2 separate regions of the Hordeum vulgare genome follow, and region 2 is linked to region 1. The links are chromatin contacts, called in public Hi-C maps. All regions are on one chromosome and are shown on one strand. The core of a region is the stretch at or near the end of the contact, and the rest is flanking DNA. Distances in the headings are between cores, read along the strand shown.

The links. Hi-C and Micro-C count contacts between places; a contact is called where the count stands out from the background.
Region 2: a contact with region 1 is called in a Hi-C map of seedling, with 3 times the contacts expected there. The contact joins the enhancer-like site here to the promoter of LOC123425493 in region 1. A contact is called at or near these places in 2 of 6 Hi-C or Micro-C datasets (leaf and seedling).

Annotation. Positions count from the first base shown.
Region 1 is chr2H:126,535,267-126,537,875 of MorexV3_pseudomolecules_assembly, reverse strand. It overlaps LOC123425493 (eukaryotic peptide chain release factor subunit 1-3), which reads left to right and starts at 1,311. Exons shown (of 3, transcript XM_045109191.1): 1 at 1,311-1,416.
Region 2 is chr2H:127,014,462-127,017,070 of MorexV3_pseudomolecules_assembly, reverse strand. No RefSeq gene overlaps it. Among protein-coding and RNA genes, the nearest start is that of LOC123425496, 94 kb to the left of the region's middle. Within about 2 kb of position 1,305, at least 3 of the 3 cell types and tissues checked have open chromatin away from gene starts, as enhancers often do. A contact at or near this core is called in leaf and seedling, where this site is marked.

The DNA.
Region 1 (2,609 bases), core at 62-2,561:
ACAGGGACCGGACGTCCGAAGAGAGGGTCGGATGTCCGAGAGTTCTGCTCTGTTCAAGGGCACCGGATTTCCGAAAGTGGTCGGACGTCCGGCCCTCAGACGACAAGGGAAGGCCGGAAGTCCGAGGTATTTGACTCTGGTGCAAGGCTCCGGTTTTCCGAAGTGGTCGGGCGTCCGGTCCTTGGATGTCCGGAGGGAGGCGGATGTCCGAGACTTTGGCTCTAGTATAGGGTTCCGGATTTCCGAAGTGGTCGGGCGTCCGGCCCTCGGACGTCTGGAGGAAGCCGGATGTACGAGGCATTGGTTCTGTTTTGAGATCAAAGCAGAGCAGTGGAGATGTGGTATGAGCAGAAAAGTAGAGATGTAGTTTGAGCAATTTCATCGCAAAACCCGTGATCCCCTCTTAATAGTGCAGGATCCCTATACTCAAGAATAGTAAATTAAAGGATAGGCTACATCATCTTGTTTCTCAATCCCGAGCCTTCTTGACGTATAAGTCCCGATCTTCTCACACCACCTTGGCACATAATTCCCGATCTACTAAGAGTACTTTAAAATCCATCCTGAGATACACTCAACAAATAAGATTAGTTTCCTATGTATGTGTTGTCATTAACACCAAAACTCGATTAAGGGCATGACTGCACTTTCACTTGCGCTAGATCCCATGTGACCCTCATAGTGCGGTAGAACCAGTACTGGCTATACGATTTGGATGTATGAACCCTAGCGATCGCCATCCAACGTGTGGATTCTTCAGGGAGATCCTTTTCATCCACAACTACATCTTGCAGGTTTTCTTCGTTCAATCCGAGCTCCTCCATCATGGCCTCCAGATCAGAAGCACCCGAGGTAGAAGCCTTCGTCGCCATGATTTCTCTTGCCGTGAAGAAGAAACAACGGGCGATTGTCCATAAACCGAAACTATCCCCGATCCCCGGGCCTGGAGCACAAGTCTCCAGCAAGACGGCGACGAGAGGAGGTCGCATGGGAGTAAGATCTCAACGCAGTTGACGATCGCCGTCGTCACCCGCGAGAGGACGTAAAACCCTAACAGAAGGGGACGCGGGGTAGCATCGGTACGACGTGGAGCATTGGGAGGGCCTAGTTGCCCGGGATTGCCGACCAAGCGAGTTGCCCCTCCCAAAGCGCAGCCTTACTTGTCTAGGGTTTGGGCCATGAAGATCCGGCTGACAAGAAACGGGCCTCCCAGGATGGGCTGCACGGTCCATCTAACGGCGATCTGGCTGCGGCGGGCCGACACCGAGCTCTCTCACCACCAGGCGATATAATAATGCAGCGGAAACTTATTATCGCTCGATATTCCTAAGCAGCCGACAGCCAGAGGAGAGGATTCCCCCCACCCAAGCCACCCGCGTGAAGTCGGCACTCTCCCCCTCCGTCCCCTTCTCCTAGGTATCGAACCCTAACCCGATCTCGCTGGATTTGGTCGCGATTCGACGCTGAATCCATCCCTAGTTCTCGTGGTGCGACGTGTCTCGGTCCGATTGCGTCCTGTTATACGTTGATTTGATTTGAGGGGGATTTTCGTTCGACACTTCTATGTAGCTCACGCGGCGATTGTTCTATCTCGCGACTTCGGGATCTGTGCGACGCTGGTCGGATTCTCTTCTGCGATTTTTGCGCGGTTGTTCATCCGCGAGTTCTTAGGTGCAGGTCGATCGATCCGTGTTCTTGGATTGATTTGTTTCGATGTACGGATGAAGAGTTAGGGTATCGGGGCGATGTCAGTTGGTGTGCAATTACAAACGAGCAGGAGCTGTTCATCTTGCTTTTGGGTGCATTCAAATTGTTTGTGTTTTCCTTTTAGATCCATGCGTGAACTTATAATGCTTCCACTTTCTGAAACTTATTACTGTGTTGTTGCAATGGTTTGGGTGAGGATTCCCTGGAGTTATCTTAAGCTCTATCAGTGGATTTCAGCATATCAAGACCATTGTTTACCTTATTTGGACTATCCATCCAATTTCTCCCCAATCCACGCACCTGGCACAACGCTCCCCTTCTTTCGTGCCCATGGATGATCTGCTCTTATCCTTGTCTCCACGTCCTACTGACCCAGTTCCCTACTCCAGGATTCACTCTTGGTTGCACAGTTCCACTGCAAGTTTAATTATTATTCATTATCTGCGGTTTGATTAGAAAGAAACACAAGGTATCTCCTTGTTCCAGAGCCCCGCTTCTAATATTCATATTTAAGAGAAAGAGAGTCTTAGGATAAAGATGAATAAGAAGATGAAATAGAATAATCTGGTTGTAACGTTTCAGATGTGCTTAAATCCACATAGGCAACTTTTGAGTATCCTTACCTAATAGCTCTACACTAATACCTCGTTGAAGATGACTGTGAGTTGAAAAAAAGGTTTATGTGCCAGTAGGACGTTAGTTAGAAATATTGTACTCCCTCCGTCTCAAAATAAATGTCTCAAGCTTAGTACAATTTTGTACTAGAGTTAGTACAAAGTTGAGACACTTATTTTGGGACGGAGGGAGCAAGTCATATTGTCTACTTTTGGAGTATTTTAACTTAGGGTGTGTCTAGGACACATCTAGATGTGTCATAGTTATTGCACATCTAAATGACTAAA
Region 2 (2,609 bases), core at 56-2,555, 480 kb before region 1:
GCTCAGGAATGCTTATCTTGATCTTGTCCTTGTTAGCACATGAGGTTGTCCTTGTCAGCACATGATCATTGACAATAGTTTCAATGATATATTCGTGCTGATCCGCTTGAACTTGCACACCACAATCTTGATGACGATCACCACTTGACGTCATCCTTCATGGGTTGTATGAGATCTTCCTTTTGACGCAAGCCCAATGGAAGCACACCTAACCCCCACATAGGAGTCTCACAAAGACCATGGGTTAGTACACAAACACGTAATGGACAATGCTTACCATACCATGGGATCACTTGATCCCTCTCGGTACATCTTGTACGCTTTGTGTGTTGATCATCTTGATTTACTCTTTGTCTGAGATCTTGATCAACCTAGTGTTTCTATGACCATTCTTTGGATAATACCTTGAATAACATCTTGGTCATCATATAAACTCCTTGAACCCAACAGATGGACTTCAAGAAGTGTCTATGGACAAGTCCTATAAATATAACTTAAAGCAACCATTAGTCCATAGGAGTTGTCATCAATTACCAAAACCACATATGGAGATATATGCTCTAACACCTACTCTACCTTGTTGGTGACCAGACCACCATTACGTGGGGCGCAGACAGCCGTCAGGCATGGGCACAACGAAGCCGGACGAGATCCGCTTACTATTAGGTTTGCGTTGAATGCAATCGTGTACATTCAAATTTTTTAATTTAAAGTGTCCGATTTTAGAATGCGTTATTCAAGAGTTGATCCGTCAAATACATCCGCGGACGCTTGAGGGATAAAATTTGCTCATCGCGAATGTAGATGCTCTTATAACTTGTGGCTTGGCTGAGTGGGAGCTCTGTAGAGTGTACACCACCACTAGTTGCACACAAATTGTCCTCAGAAGGAAAAAAAAATCAGTTGCACACAAAAAGAGGAAAAAAAACTGATTCTCAAAACACAAAAACTGCACGCTATTTTGTGTCAAAAAAATCAGCGCACCAAAAATGAGACAAACAAATATATTCTGGTCCATGTCAGTACGAGTTGAGTCTTTTTTGAAAAAAAGAAACAGTTCAGTGGTGACATGTTCAGCTTGCATAGGCTAGAGCGCAAAAAATTCAACGGGTTGGGTGCTGGCACGCGATCCGTCCCCTTGGCCTGTTCGGCCGTTCCTCTCAACCCCTCAAACTTGATGACGAAGCTAGATGAGGGAGGCATGGGCTGAGACGTTGGAGCTGCCGCGGCAAACGGGTGCAACACAACATGGGCGCGAGCCGTGCGCTCCAAGCTTGGAAAGCGAGGTCTCCCTGTCCATCCGTGCGGCCCCTGTACCTGTGGGCACAGCCGACGGGTGCCAACGTTTCTGCAAGTTGGCCCCCCTTGCGTTGCATTGCACATCTGCTTCGTGAGAATCACCAAACTTCCTTGCGATATCGTACGTATAGGTGCTCCTGTAGCTCGATCGAGCCACACGAAGGAGCGGGAAAAGCATTGGATTGGCCTCAGTAAGTGTTGCTGTCTGTGTCTGATACAGTCACTCACACTATCCGTTGCCGTCATTGTCTGCCGTGGTCGTACCCAGTGATATTGATGAGATTTGACTAGTGTGTGACTTGTGGGGGAATGTACACCCTGATCAGAAGCATGCATGAATGTATCCGGCGGACAATAGGTACGTACGCTATGTACCTCGAAATCAAAGGAAAAAAAATGAAAGGCAGGTGGGTAGAACTGCAGTCCGCGTCAGTGGTACACCACCTGACAAATCTTGAAACACAAAACCAGACAGATCACAGATGGGCTGTGCAGCAGCAGCTACTCACTTGTGAAGACAACTTGTGTATATCGGCCACCTTTCTTGCGCAATTTTGTCAAACGCCAAAATACAAGTAGCATCCACGCTTTACTCGACACGATTTAACCGGCTCGGATCCTACAGAGGTGGTGGATGGAGACTGCCAACATCGCCACGAGTTCCGCCTTCCAAGGAAGAAACACCACCAAGAAGATCGATTAAGCATTAAGAAAGCATCGCATTTCCCATGCCCCGTGGAAACATCCCAGTGAGGGCACAGACTATCTTCGTTCTGGTTGGAAAAGCAAAAAACGAACTTTTCGTTTTTTCGAAGTAAGAAAGGAAAAGGGAGAAACGCATGGCGCATGTAGGCCGCGGAGCGAGACCTGTCGCTTGGGGTTGGGTCGCCGGCGATGAGATGAGCTTTCCGCTGTCTTTTTCATGACACGGGCATCACCGAGCTACTGACTGCGCAACAACCGAGAGAGGGAGACGAAGCAGAGGTGTTCCTTCCTTCCCTAACAACAAATAAGCCGAGCGCACGTCATGAACCCGCTCGCCTTTTTCTTCCTTCTTTTTTATGTATGTATAAGTATACGTTTATAGAGATTCATGAAGATTGGACGTATTCGTGTGTCACGTACAGTGTTCACGATCCATGGTCCAAGCTTTGATGCGATTCCGCGTATTGGAGATTTGATTAATTAAGCATGGAAGTGATGAAAATATGATACTACTACTATATGTCGCAGCGTGTCCGTCAAATTCCTTTAAGTGTTCATCGTGTAGTAGTAGTAAGCTACAGGACACAATCTTGCCTTTTTGTCCT